Linked DNA regions of Mus musculus: regions 1, 2, 3 and 5 are each linked to region 4. The links are chromatin contacts, called in public HiChIP or PLAC-seq and promoter capture Hi-C maps. All regions are on one chromosome and are shown on one strand. The core of a region is the stretch at or near the end of the contact, and the rest is flanking DNA. Distances in the headings are between cores, read along the strand shown.

Evidence for each region. HiChIP or PLAC-seq counts read pairs in DNA pulled down with a chosen protein or histone mark. Capture Hi-C pulls out chosen DNA fragments and counts their contacts.
Region 1: an H3K27ac HiChIP or PLAC-seq map of bone marrow-derived dendritic cells shows a contact between it and region 4, with 11 times the contacts expected there. The contact joins the promoter of Thoc7 here to the promoter of Oxsm in region 4. A contact is called at or near these places in 6 of 39 promoter capture datasets (the 3T3-L1 cell line, the C10 cell line, erythroid cells and 3 more), 1 of 484 Hi-C or Micro-C datasets (muscle stem cells), 3 of 115 datasets of contacts at active chromatin or transcription factors (acute myeloid leukemia, bone marrow-derived dendritic cells and large pre-B cells) and 1 of 9 other capture datasets (adipose tissue).
Region 2: a contact with region 4 is called in a promoter capture Hi-C map of adipose tissue, with 3 times the contacts expected there. The contact joins the promoter of Atxn7 here to the promoter of Oxsm in region 4. A contact is called at or near these places in 3 of 39 promoter capture datasets (the C10 cell line, cranial neural crest and pre-B cells), 2 of 484 Hi-C or Micro-C datasets (muscle stem cells and pre-B cells), 6 of 115 datasets of contacts at active chromatin or transcription factors (acute myeloid leukemia, astrocytes, bone marrow-derived dendritic cells and 3 more) and 2 of 9 other capture datasets (adipose tissue and liver).
Region 3: a contact with region 4 is called in a promoter capture Hi-C map of adipose tissue, with 2.7 times the contacts expected there. The contact joins the promoter of Ube2e1 here to the promoter of Oxsm in region 4. A contact is called at or near these places in 3 of 115 datasets of contacts at active chromatin or transcription factors (astrocytes, embryonic stem cells and large pre-B cells) and 2 of 9 other capture datasets (adipose tissue and macrophages).
Region 5: a contact with region 4 is called in an H3K27ac HiChIP or PLAC-seq map of trophoblast stem cells, with 6 times the contacts expected there. The contact joins the promoter of Nkiras1 here to the promoter of Oxsm in region 4. A contact is called at or near these places in 3 of 39 promoter capture datasets (cranial neural crest, liver and pre-B cells), 2 of 484 Hi-C or Micro-C datasets (myeloid progenitors and uterus), 9 of 115 datasets of contacts at active chromatin or transcription factors (astrocytes, bone marrow-derived dendritic cells, cardiomyocytes and 6 more) and 3 of 9 other capture datasets (adipose tissue, liver and macrophages).

The regions. Positions count from the first base shown.
Region 1 is chr14:13,959,874-13,962,573 of GRCm38.p6, forward strand. It overlaps Thoc7 (THO complex 7), which reads right to left and starts at 1,440. Exons shown (of 8, transcript NM_025435.3): 1 at 1,312-1,440. The coding sequence starts at 1,330. It also overlaps a transcript of Atxn7 not described here.
Region 2 is chr14:14,011,086-14,013,785 of GRCm38.p6, forward strand. It overlaps Atxn7 (ataxin 7), which reads left to right and starts at 1,406. Exons shown (of 12, transcript NM_139227.4): 1 at 1,406-1,665; 2 at 1,988-2,284; 3 at 2,502-2,570. The coding sequence starts at 1,999.
Region 3 is chr14:18,330,553-18,333,252 of GRCm38.p6, forward strand. Ube2e1 (ubiquitin-conjugating enzyme E2E 1) reads right to left here and starts at 1,292. Exons shown (of 6, transcript NM_009455.3): 1 at 1,135-1,292; 2 at 398-582. The coding sequence starts at 549.
Region 4 is chr14:16,242,048-16,244,747 of GRCm38.p6, forward strand. Oxsm (3-oxoacyl-ACP synthase, mitochondrial) reads right to left here and starts at 1,284. Exons shown (of 3, transcript NM_001359883.1): 1 at 1,243-1,284; 2 at 1-751. The coding sequence starts at 720.
Region 5 is chr14:18,269,706-18,272,405 of GRCm38.p6, forward strand. Nkiras1 (NFKB inhibitor interacting Ras-like protein 1) reads left to right here and starts at 1,431. Exons shown (of 4, transcript NM_023526.4): 1 at 1,431-1,618. Rpl15 (ribosomal protein L15) reads right to left here and starts at 1,281. Exons shown (of 4, transcript NM_025586.3): 1 at 1,254-1,281; 2 at 574-755; 3 at 202-338. The coding sequence starts at 745.

The DNA.
Region 1 (2,700 bases), core at 190-2,689, 2.3 Mb before region 4:
CCACCACTGCCTGGCAAGACCTTGTCTCAAAACCAAACCAAATAACAACAAAAACCCTTTCACTGGCTTTTCCTGATCTTGGAAATTTCATGGTGTAAAGTTTTCTAAGTTCTATATGCCATCTTGAATTTCTTTCATCATTTTGGCAAGTGGTTGGTCACTTGTAATTCCAGTTTTAAAACACCTATTTACCCTTCAAAGGAAGGGGGAAAGCAAATTTGTCAAGTTTTCTAATCACCAGTAGAAAGACCACCTCAGTTCAATTCCCAGGACCCATCTGGTGGAAGTGAAGAAGTGACTTCAGCAAGTGTCCTCTGACTGCCACTCTAGTAGGGTGGCCTGCCTGGGGGAGGGAGGGAGGCAGAGACAGCTCAAAGAGAGGCAGGCAGGCGCGCGCGCGCGCACACACACACACACACACACACACACAGCCACCCTACCAATTTTTAATGTTTACAGCCACTGCAGACGTATAAGAGGAAACACCTTTACCTGCTGCTTCTGGGTATCAAACGTGTTCAGTAAAGTATTGCCTAGAAGTAAGCTAAGTACTTCCTGAATAAATTAAACTCGAATTAAAAAAAAACAAAACCAAGGTTAAAATCCCCCCTACCAAGTTCCGAGGCCTTTATTTATACCCACATCGGTATTTCCTCGGCCCGTCCTCAAATTTGGGCCGATCGTTGTTCATTTCTGGAAGTCCCCTGTTTCTCCACTGGGATCCATAGCTATTGATCAGCCCATCAAACAACATCAAGCCACCGGAACCTTTCTACCAAAGCGGGTACCTTCTCAGTTCCTGCTCCAGTTGCCTATCGTGTCAGTCCATCCTTCTCCCAAACGCGCTCTTATTTCTGCTCTCAGCCCACAGACATCTACTGTCCACCATCCATCACTCCTAATCCACTCAGGCCAACAACTCACCCGCTCCAACATGCCTTCCTTTTGTTGCCGCGGTCCAAGCCGCCGGCCTCTTCCCATGCTGGCGCCTTACCTTGTAAGTCGCCCAGATACACTTCCCGACCGGCCCTCCAGACACCCCTGTTCCTCTTAGCCGCCGTCCCCAGCTCGGGGTCCTCACTCCACCGCCCTCCGAGCTCCTGCGCTCCCTGGGGCCCGCCGCGCTGCCCGTGGGCCCGACCCAGCCCGGCCCGGGAAGCCCCCCAGGCGGCCCCCTCGGGGCACTGCATCGCCCGGGCCGAGCGAGCCGCCCTGCGCCTCTCCCCGCCGCGCACCGCCCCGGGAGCCCCCCACCCCAGACGGCCCGGATCCCGGCGCTGCCCCGCGTCCCCGCACCCGCCGAGGCCTCACCGTCAGTCACGGCTCCCATGGCGTGCGCGGCGGCGGCGGCGGCCGAGCTGAGGCGGCGGTTGGCGGCGAAGGTCAAACTCCCACAATGCAGCCGGGTAAACAGTCATGGAGGAGGAGGCGGCGGCGCCCGCCGCCCTCTCCGACTTTTGAGTCGCGCCGGCGCGCGCGCCGCGCCGCCGCGGACCCGCGCTCGCCGCTCTCCTGGGGCGCGGAGCGGCCGGCGGGTGAAGGGCGAGACGGGCGGCGGGAGGGCGGGCGGCGGCGGCTGGGCCCGGGGACACCGCCGTCCCGCCCTGCCCGCGCCCACAGGCCGCCCTGGAGGCCGCGGCCAGCCGCCAGGTGAGCTTCGGGCTGCGCGCGCTCGCGGGGCTCCGCGCCTGACGCTCCAGGTGACCTCTGTCCCGGGCTGCCCCGACCGTGCGCTCCGGTGGGACGGGGGCGCGGCCACTGCCGCCGTGGGTCTCGAACCCGTATTCTTGAGGCGGGCGCGGCAAGCCATCCTCCCTTCCTGAGCTCTGGCGGGTGCTGGCGAAGCGGGGGAAAGAAACTTGGTCACCTGTCTGGGGAGCGTCACTCAGGACCCAGGGCTCAGGTCCCTCCGGTTCTCACCTCTCATCCAGTTCTCCCTCGCTGCTGGAATCCAGATGGGGTGCCTTCATTTTCATACTAACTTTGCTTTTCAAAAACTGCTTCTTAAAGGGAAGTTGAAAGTAGGTGTTGGGGGTGGGGGTGCTGCTCATTGCAAACACATTACTTGGGGGTGCGGAGTACACATTTCTAGAACACACTGCAGGTTATAGTGTCATCTCTTCTGAAAAATGAAATAAACCACCCCCCTCCCGGGGGGGGGGGGGGAGTCGGGCAGTGAATGCGCTCGCCTTTAGTCCCAGCACTTGGAAGGCAGAGGCAGGCAGTCGAGGCCAGTCTGGTCTACAAAGTGAGTTCCAGGACAGCCAGGGCTACACAGAGAAACCCTGTCTCGAAAAACAAAAAACAAAACAAAACAAAACAAAAAAACAAAACAAAACAAAACAAAACAAAAAATCATTTTGATTCAACATTGAGGAATGTTCTCCTAGTGGAACCATGTTCCTGTTGAGAGTTGATTTGACCTCCAACAGGGTAGAGTTTGACTTTATAACCCAGGTTTTTGTTTATCAGTTTTCATGATCCCAATCCCTTGAACCTTCAGATCCTGCATAAGGCAATGGTGTGGGGTCATTTTTTGGTTGTTGAGATTTCTTAAGTGGGATCCATGCATCGGCCCTGTGTTCCCTCAGTTCTTTCTAGCGGAAGACTTGGGATCATTCAAGGGAGGTGGTTTTTAACCTCTAGGCAGAACTATGTATGGGTCAAATACAGTATCTACTTTTGTCACAAAGGCAGAAA
Region 2 (2,700 bases), core at 156-2,655, 2.2 Mb before region 4:
GTAGATTCTATGTAAATAGTTGTTACATTGTATTTAGATAAATTTTAAAAAATATGTAACTGCCCTGCATGGATACAGTATTTATTTATTTTTATTTATTTATTTATTTATTTATTTATTTAATTTTTTGGGTTTTTCGAGACAGGGTTTCTCTGTATAGCCCTGGATGTCCTGGAACTCACTCTGTAGACCAGGCTGGCCTTGAACTCAGAAATCCGCCTGCCTCTGCCTCCCAAGTGCTGGGATTAAAGATGTGTGCCACCATGCCAGGCTCAGTTTTTAAATTAAGGAAAATATATTCCAAACTTCAGTTAGTTGAATCTGTATGTAGGTGTATAGCCTGAGTGTTCAAAAAGCAACTGTCCTTTGATAAACACTCAGCAGATTCCTTTTTGGATTTCTTGGTGTGCAATCCAGTGGGGGGGGGGGACCCTATAGACACATTTCTAAATGTGTCTCACAGAAATTGTGTTTCTGCTTTATTTATTTAAGACAAGCTCTTACTGTGTTTCTCAGTCTCACCTGTATTACGATGCTGCACACTTGCTTCAGCCTCCCAAACACTGGGGACTCTGGGTGCATACCACACCCAGCTCAAGCTTTTAAACTTGCACCTATGTCAAACCCCTTCTCCAAGTCCTGGCTTTAATATATTATGGAAACATTTTCATATGCACTTTTGCGTTCATTTTAACATTTGAAAGGTTTTTTGTACTTCAACAGAGATGTTGGTCACATCTGTCTTACTAAATATTTGCCCCCCCCCCCAAAGCCAACAGATAATAGCAGCAAGTCGAGAAAGCTCACCTCTTCATACAGTCCCAGAAGGCACCTGTAAGCCTGAGGCTCTGAGCAGGCTAAAAAGATGCTGCTTTACTGAAATGAGATAACAGCTTAATAGGAACTAAAGGCACCCTGTGGTGGTCCACTCCTGTGCTTTACTTGTTTGATGGTCGGGGAGGGGGTGACTGTATGTGCTAGTGCTTATTAATTTGTGATCCAAATCTGACGAACGTCTGGTATATTCCTTAAGCCATGGGGGTCTCATCGGATTCTAGGAAAGACAGCCATAAATAGTGAGAGACTAACAACCCAACTTTAAAGTGATACACTGATTTTGTAGCTTCCTTCTTGCTGGAGAAGAAATTCAAGTTCGCAGGACACAGTGTGACCTTCAGTTGTGGGCACTCAAGTGCACGTTCCTGGCTGGCCAAGCAGCAGGGGCTCGATGCGGACGCCTGGGCTAACACCTGGGCGGCATTTTCACACCTGCCACTGGCAGCTTTGGTTTCTGGGCGTCCGCACAGTGGCTGCTTCCCATTCATGCTCCAGCTACTGTGCAGCCTCCCGCGAGCCCAGAGCGAATTGCTGGTGCCCGGGGCTCCGGAGGGAGGGCCTGGGCGACGCTTTCGTTACTGCGCCGGGGCCGACCGGCAGGCTCTTCCATAGGTGGCTGCGTTTCCGACTTCGCCCTGGCTCCACTCCGGGGGCTTGACGTGCAAACTTCGCCGGAGCGAGCAGAGAGGGAGGGACCGGCGAGGGGGAGGAGGCGACAGGAGGCGCCTCCGCTTAAGGGAGCCGGCCGGGCGCCGCCGCTCGGACGGACGCGCGGACGGAAGGAAGGAGCGGGGCTGCCGGCTGGGCCGGGATGCGAGCGCCCGCAGGGTGGGCAGCCGCGGGCCGGGGCGCAGGCAGGCCTGAGGTCGCGGCAGTTCGGCTCCGGGCGCTGGCCTCCCGAGCCGGGCCCGGCAGGGCGGCCAGCGCCGCAGTGGCAGCCGCAGCCGGCGCCCTACGAGGGCCGCGGGAGGCGAAAGCGAAAGCCGGTGGCGCCGCGGACTTTGCGCCCGGGCGGGGAGGCGGGCGGCGGCAGGGGCCGGGGGCTGACAGCACCGCGGGCCTGCGGGCCGCGCACGCCGCCGGAACTCCGCGGAGCCTCCTTAAAAGCGGCCCCCGCGCCACTCTTTTCCCCCTTTTTGTTACATTGTAGGAGCGGAAAGAATGTCGGAGCGGGCCGCGGATGACGTCAGGGGGGAGCCGCGCCGCGCGGCGGGCGGAGCAGCGGCCGCCCGGCAGCAGCAGCAGCAGCCACAGCCTCTGCAGCCCCAGCGGCAGCACCCGCCGCTGCGGCGCCCACGGGCGGAGGACGGCGGCACCGGGGACACCACCACCTCGGCCGCCGCCATGGCGACGGTTGGGGAGCGCAGGCCCTTGCCCAGTCCCGAAGCGATGCTGGGACAGTCGTGGAATCTGTGGGTGGAAGCTTCCAAACTTCCTGGGAAGGATGGTGAGTGTCCACGCCTCCTGGTTCCCCCCGCCCCCCCGCCCCCCTCCTCTGGCCCCGATCCCCTCCCCCGCGCCGTGTCCTGTGGCCGCCCCCACGGGGGTCAGAGATGCTATCTTCTGCTGGGTGCCCACACCTACCCGGAGCGTGCGTGAGCGTGCGTCACACTCCTAGCCACTGACCTGCCTCTCCCCTCCTCCTGTGTGTGTATATCTCCTAGGGACCGAATTGGATGAAAGTTTCAAGGAGTTTGGGAAAAACCGCGAAGTCATGGGGCTCTGCCGGGAAGGTGAGTCCAGCCCCCCTGGTGGAGTTTGTACCCAACCTTGGGGAAGTTTTCTTGTTGCTTCAGCCCACCTTCCCTGCTTGCCACATTGAGGTCTCTGCTGAAGAGGATGGAAGAGGGTGGGTAGAACATT
Region 3 (2,700 bases), core at 42-2,541, 2.1 Mb after region 4:
CAACAGGTGAAGAGGAAGAAAGATGGTCAGAACTAGTTTTAACAGAGTTGCCCAGGAAGGTACTCTTAATAATGAAGTATGATGACAGCCTCCGGGAAGTCAGAGATTCGTGATTACTAGGATGAAGACTCTGAAATCACATTGGGAGTCACTCATAAAAGTAATGAGGATTCTTGAAACTTCAACAAGAAACGGACGAGGCCAACCACAACTCCTGCATATGGACGAGGGCACTAACAAAACCAGAAGCAGCGAGCAGTAGAGAAAACAGGTGGGACTCCCATGCCCCATTTTCCTGCCTGAGAACTCACGAGAACGTCGTTGAAGCCTCCCTCCCTGACATGCAGCACGAGGCCACTGGGAAGCTCGGATGCCTGTGGAGAAAGGAGTGGGATACCTCTTAGCGCTGGTGGAGAGAAGCTTCGAATTTTTGCTCATGCTGACTTTACTCTCCTTCTTCTTGGGGGTGCTGCCTTCTTTCTCGGTCTGCTGGTTGGAGGACGAAGATGACGAGGAGCTGGTGCTGGCCCTCGAATCGTCATCCGACATAGCGAACCCCCCACCCCACCCCGCGAACGGCCCCTGCAGGGGGAGGAAACAAAACAGAAACACAGACCATGCAGGCGCTGCAAAGAGGGAAGGAACTCCGCTGTCAGGAGGGCGCGGGCCGGGCCGCCCCCGCTGCCTGCAGAGGCTCGGGGCCCACCGCCGCACCGGCCGAAGAGACACGGGGGCCACGATCGCGCGGGGGCGGCCCGGGGAGGGCCGGGAGCCGCCGCCGCGGTCCCCCAGGCCTCCCGGCGTCCGCTCGAGTTTGGCGAGGTCGGGACGAGCCGAGCAGCGAGAGTGGGTGAGCAAGCCGAGCGTGGGCCGCGTGGGCCGCGGGGACACGGCTCCTGGCCAGGCCGGGCCACGCGGGGCTGCGCTCGCAGGCCGACGCGCACAATGCGCCCCGGGCGGGCGGGTCCCCGCGGGGACCGGGCCGCTCTGACAGTTCGCGCGGCCCCCGCCGCCCGGGCCCGCCACGCCATCCCGGTCGCCCGGCCCTGCTGCCCGCGGCCCGGCGGTGCCGCCCGTCCCCCGGCCCCGCGGCCCCAGGCCCCGCGGCCCGCCCGCCCTGAGGGGCCCCCGCACCTCTCTTTGTGTCTGGCTGCTCCGTGCCGCCGCCGCGGCTGCTGCTGCGGCTGCGACTGGGCCTGGCCACTCGTGTCTCGCTCTCACTGGGAGAGAAGCGGAAGTGCAGCAACAGCAACTATTAACCAGGCAATGGCTTCCCCGGCCGCACACGCTCCGCGCCACTCCTCCTCTCCGCCCCGCCCCGCGCCCCTCCCCCGCCGCACCTGGGGGCCGCGGCCCGGGAGCCCCGAGCGACCCCGGCTTGGCCTGGGGACGCCGCGCCGGGCGGAGCCGAGGCAACCGGGCGGGATTGGGGGCCACTGGGGCAGGTGGAGCCCGGGGTGACCAGGGGAAGTTCTTCCCAGGAGGGCTTTGGGAAAAGGCTGGGGAGTGAGGGGGCCGGTGTGGGGAAAAGATGGTACTCTCCTGGCGAGGACTTTGACTCCTCCCCAAAAGTGATTCGTTTGAAAAGAAAGAATGGAAGAAAAGAAGAGAAGAGAAGAGAAGAGAAGAGAAGAGAAGAGAAGAGAAGAGAAGAGAAGAGAAGAGAAGAGGAGAGAAAAGGAGAGAAAAGGAGAAAGGAAAGGAAAAGAGGAAAGGAGAAAGGAAAGGAAAAGAAAAGAGGAAAGGAGAAACGAAAGGAAAGGAAAGGAAAGGAAAGGAAAGGAAAGGGGGAAAAGGAAAGGAAAAAGGAAAGGGAAGGAAAAAGGAAAGGAAAGAGAAGGAAAAAGGAAAGGAAAGGAAAGGAAAGGAAAGGAAAGGAAAGGAAAGGAAAGGAAAGGAAAGGAAAAGACCCCTAACAGGTTTTTCCTTTGAGCTGATGACACTTGTTCCTCCCTCTGGCAATTACGTGCTTGGAGCAGAGGTCACGCCTGTGAGAAAAAACCCAGACTGGGATTCTGTTCAGGACACCAGGCATGTGCAATTTTATACTAGATACCACCCTCCTTCCCCTTTCACTTGTTATTGAAAAGGATGTGGACTTTTTTTTTTTTAATGTATGCAATTGGGGTTCGGGACAGGTAACTACGACCGGGCTTGGGATTATAAGATCACTGAAAATAAACCTTGAGCCAATGATTTTGACAGGACTTGCCCTGGCTGTCCTGGAACTCACTTTGTAGACCAGGCTCTCCTCGAACTCAGAAATCCGCCTGCCTCAGGATTTGGAATTCTTAAATTAGATATGTCTGAGTCTTAGTAATGGGGAAAAAAAGTTCTAGAAAGCACCCTACTTTCTTTTTACTCCAATATGATGCTATTCAAATAATATTTTTAGGATAATCACACAACAATGCCACTAAATTGTTCCTTGTGTGGCACTGTACCGAAATTTATTTTTTTTAATTCCACCATTAAATTAGGACTTAGTTTCTTACCAGTTTGCCGTTTACCCTGAAGGGAACAGACCCCTGCCATCCAAGTTCACAGAGATCTTGTGTACTGAGCAGACAACAGCACTCGAATTTCCATGGTCCACTTTAAATTACCTCATTCAAATTGACATTGCTTCCCATGGCAACAGTGGCTTCAGTTACCACACACACATGATATAAAGAAAGCTCACAGCATATCCACAGTAGC
Region 4 (2,700 bases), core at 34-2,533:
AATGCAAGAGTCTGTGCCCCCAGCCACCATCACATCTGCGTCACCATGGGCTATGAATCTAAAGGAGTCTCCCACAGCATGTGCACCTGTGGTGCAGGCTGTGGACACTGAGTGATTGGGGCCCTTGAGTTTGTAGCGAATGCTAACCTGGCCTGCAGCCATATTGATCAGAATCTTAGGGACAAAGAATGGGCTGACTTTATTATAACCTTTGGTCTGAAACAGCAAAGCAGTTTCAGAAATAACTTCAAGAGGAACCATGCCCATGCCAATGGCAACGCCAGTAGCCACCTGATCTGCTTCTCGTTTCGGATGCCAGCCGGAGTCTTTCAGGGCCAACTCTGCTGCCCCAACAGCCATGATGGTGGAAGAAGACATGGACTTGGCATCTGATTTGGACACAAAGTTTTCTTCATTAAACTGACCTTCATGTGGACCTCTTGGTACATAAGCAGCTACACTGCAAGGGATATTCTTGTACTCATCACCAACCACAGAAACAATTCCACTTTCTCCTCGGAGAAGCCGATCCCAAACTAGTTGAGTCCCAACGCCAAGTGGTGTCACTAGGCCAATGCCTGTGATGACAACTCGTCTGCGCAACATGGCTGCTGGCACAGTTCCATAAAATCTGTGTTTGCTTATTAACCAAGAATATGACGCTGGATATGGATGGGAGATTGTGGCTTTTAGAAAATGTTGCAAGCATTTTGACAACATGGTTGAAATTCAGAAGATCAGAAACACATTCCTGGAATAGACCACAAGAGACAGCAAGCATCATTTAAACGACAGTAGAATCTTACACACACCCTAGGTGTGACTGTGGTCACAGAGAAATGCAACCCTCGCTTGGACTTAACTTTTATTTGTAATCTATGAGGTCCTTCAGACTGTCAACTGATAGCTAGCTCACTGGGTTTTACAACGCCAACCCACCCTACAGGGGGCATCCTTCTTCAGGCTCACCGAAGATTACTGTACAGTGTGGACTGAGTCCATGTGGCATTTCTAAGATTAATGCACAGGAGGCCGCCTCAGGCCCATTCTGCCTTGTGCACTTTATCTACTTCCGTGTAGGGCAGATAACCTTTCAGGCGGTCCCGCCACAGCCCAGCACCGCCGTATTAGGAAGGCCGGGTGTAACTTCCCGAGCTCAGCGTTAGGAGCTCTCAGGGATTCACAGCCACGCGACGCCCTCCACCCCTACCCTGAAACCCGGGTGCACACTGCAGTCACTACCTGAAACAAGCCTTTGCGGGCGCCCACCGAGTGCGCATGCGCACTCATCCGCAGCGCAGCGTTTCCGCCCGGTGCCTGATGTCAGAGGTCAGACGCTCCGGCCAGAGCTTCCTCCGGGTTCCGGGTTGTGAGTGCCCCGCTCTAGCCTCAGAGCCTGTTTTGATCGCTTGGGAAACCTCACCTAGTCAACAGCGATAATGCCTAGATATTCCTGTGCTGCCAGAGAAGGGCGGCTGTCATTTCCCCAGGACATTCCGGGGAGGACCTATAGCTGTAGCCTCCCTGGTAGCTCTGTAGAAAATATTCATAGAACTCTTCAGAATGTCACCAAGAAACCGAGGTCGTTTGGGGAAACATCTAAATGCCACGTAGACAATAAAATAATACTATGGCTGAATACTTAGAAATGTGCAAAGACGTTGAGAATTTGTTAGGAGACGTTAGTTACAAAACTTTTAAAGGTTTGCAAAGAGATCAGATAATGGTACCGCTCAATTTCAGCACCTGGGCGGCAGAGGATCAGGAGCTCTGTCCTCAGCTGTGGAGAGAGTGCAAAGGGAGCCTGGGCTACCAACCTGAAGACTTTGTCTTTAAAATATAACAAAACCTAACGTCTGTAGTGATCTGCAGTGCTTATGGTGTCCCCTCTACCTCCATTTTTCCTTACCTTTATTTACTTTAGCAAATGATGTAAACAGCTACTTCTGTAACAATAAAAAGGGCTGACTCATGACAGGAAGTGACCAGAAGATTGCCCAATATCTGAAGTGGAAATTCCTGAGCTTACGAAAGTTTTACTTGCTCAGAGATAAATCTGTAATGGATAAGTAGGATAAGTAGCAACACAGCCAGGGGATGTCTATTAACTGTTCAAGTCTGTCCCACGTGTGAGCTTTGCTTTTTCTTCAGATAAAGGATAGACTATGCTATCTTGTAGTCATGATTATATATTTTCTTGTGGGCAATAACCTCTTCAGGCCATCGTTGCCACGTATGCTTGCTTTCCAAATGTAGAAAAGAATCTGAGGTAAGTTTAGCTATTTCCTCATTACTCCTGGATATGATTTATTGTCTACTCTGTCTAAAATGTTTAAGAAAATTCAACTTGTTCCTGATCCAGTAGCTCACCATTTGCTTAGTATGATCTCCCTGCAGTGAAAATTGTGCTGTTTCCTCCAGTACCTTTTGGCAATTTGTTTTACATACAAATTTCTGATCTCAAAAGGCATTGGGGTATGTGGACTGTGGAAGGTTAGCTGAAAGGGGAACTCTGTCTATGCAGCCATGGAGAAGTCATGTCATCATCCATGCTGCAGTGAAACTTTCTGGCCGTGCAGATGCCCTAGGCACTTACTCCTGTAAGGAACCCTTCACCCATGCTCTGAAGTAAGCTGAATAAACTTAGAGTGCCCTAAGTCGGACCTGGGGATTTTGCTTTGATTTATTGTTGTTGCTTTA
Region 5 (2,700 bases), core at 181-2,680, 2.0 Mb after region 4:
CTGTAGAAACTAGTCCAGAAACCCAAACCCCTTTCCGCACATCCTCAAGCAAAACAGTAACAATGAGTACCGATAGTGACTAAGTACAAAACAACTCCATCCCCACCTTATACCGAGGGAAACTCCACCGGCTTCCCCGTTTCTTCCTAGCCCACCATTCCTAATGGGTTGTCAAGACAATCGATACTCCCAACAACTCACCTCAGCAACAGACTGAAGGCTTCGGGCAAATTTCAGCTGGTTAACACCATGGTGGACAGGCTTGCCGTAAGTTGCACCCTTAGGAACTGGGCGTTTACGACCACCACGGCGGACACGAATCCTGTAAATGACATAGCCTACACAAACAAACAAAACAACCCAACCACCAATACGTTAGACTAAGTTAAGACTTTCCAATGCTTCCTTTTAATTACAAAGATAGACTATGTAGACTAAAGTATATCTGTAACCTATATCACATTTAGCATAGCTAAATCAGGCAGGTTTTTTGGGGGGGGGGGCACTTCCAAACTGAGGCCCGCCGACTTTTCTGGGAGTGTTATAGACCACCCACATCGTGACCTCACGCACCTTGCTTAGCCTTGTATCCCAGTCTTCGAGCTTTATCAGGCCGGGTGGGGCGGGGAGCCCTGTGCAGCGCAGAGAGCTGGCGGTATTGCCAACAGCGGACCCTCAGAAGAAAGCGCATCACGTCGGACTGCTTCTTCCTCCATAGCTCCTGGATGTACTTGTATGCACCCATCTTGGCTCACCTTTTGAGAGGAAGAAGCAAATCGAAAGAGCGATCGCTGTCAAGGACATTGACTACGGCCTCTCCATCCTTCCTGGAGCCCCACCGTCCACCGGGAATGAGAAGGGCTCTGCAGAGGCAGCAAGGCGCAGGGCCGGCTGGGCGGGACTGACTATTCCATACTCCCGGAGGCCGCCAGAACTGGCAGCAGGGTTATAACCGCCACCGCGAGTAAGACCAGGAGAGCTTCGTCCCACCCGGGCGGCCTGATGAGAGGCAAGCCGAGGCCACGCTTCCATCCCACGCCTCCTTCAGTCCCCGGCCCAGCTCGGATCCTGCCGCCATTGCGTCTCTCAAGCCTCCCGGACGGCGGCGTATTCGTACCCTCTCCACCCCGTATCCTCACTAGGCGCTCGTGCGAGGCAGAAACTCCGAGGCCGTAGGGTCGCCGGGGTCGGATGGCTGAAGACTAGCGCGATTCGCGACGGATAGACACACAAACACCACCCCGCCGCCCTACCTGATGGCTGCCGCCAGAGGAAAGGAAGAAGGCTTTCTCCCACAATCCCTTTTGTGGCTCCTCCTCCCACCCCGGCGACCCTCCTTCCGGTGGGGCATTGTAGCCGCACTGTGCCTCTTGGGGCTTGTAGTCCCGACATCCAACCTGGTGGGCGGAGTCAGGCTGGGACAGCCCGCCGCTTCCGGATGCTCTCCCAAGCTCTCAGCAGTGCTCCTGAGCTGCCAAGGCTGCGGAAAGTGAGAGGCGGCGAGTTTGCTTACGTCACGTCAAGGGGCCGGAGGAAGCAGGTCGGGGACCGGCTCCAGAGGGACGCCTTCGGACCGCGGTGACCTGCGTGCTGCTGTCTCACTGCCCTGCAGTGTCAGGTTGGTGTTTCCACCGGCGCCTCGCTCCGTGATCTCGGAGCACAGTGACCGCAGGACGGCCGTGACTTGGTCGTAGGCGAAGTGGTACGCGTGGACCTTGCGTGTCCTTAAGGCCGGCCAGGGACTTTGGACTTGCGCGAACCAGGCTAGTGGGTGGACTGTGGTGCCCGTCCCCCTCTGAATTTTCCGAGGTGCCCGGGGACTTGATTTTATAGGCGTTTTTAGGATAGCAAATTGTTCATTTGCCATGACCCGTTTCAGGAAGAAATGCTGGCATTCTGCACTGCGTTCTTTATTGAGAAGTAATGGTGTATTGGAGTTTTTGTAGTTCCAGAATTTTCTATTTTCATACAGTTGTGTGGTTTTAATAAACTACGCTTGTTTGTGGCAAAGGTTTTGGGAATCATGTTTACCTTTTCCATCAATCTGTGGCTCTTCTTATCTTTTAGAATAAATGGCAGCTTTAGCATTTTAAGAGTCCTCACCTGTCCTATTTAAAAATTCAACAGATGTATTGCTTAATATGCGTGGAGCTCAGTCTCAGCTGCTGGTGATGCAGCTCAGACAACATACAAGTTCTAGCCTTGGGAGCAAGCGTTAACACTATGCTATGTATTGCTTTTGATGCCAAGTGTAAAGGACACACATTGAAGGAGTGGAGGGGTATTGAGCGGTACAGTGTCTCAGCGTCCTGGCAAGTGGAGCCTGGACGAGGTGGGGTTGGGGTGCGGGGGGGGGGGGGGAGGGGCAGTAACTGACTTTTTTCTCTTTTAAGCACATCTGGTGGAGCTTGCAAGTTAGCATGGAGTGAAGGATATGAATTCTTTTAGGACAGTCTTCAAAAATTTTTTAACGTTTATTTTTAGGCTATGTGTGTTTATTTATGTGTGTTTACTTGGATGTATGTTTGTGCACGACCACCTTTGTACCTGGGGCCCACTGAGGTAGGTGGAAGTGGTTGAAAACTTCCATGTAGGTGCTAGGAACTGAACCCTGGGGGCTCTGCAAGAGCCGCCAGTGTTCTAATTGCTGAGCCTCCTGGATGATTTTTTTTTTTTTAATAATGCTGAAGAATAAATTAC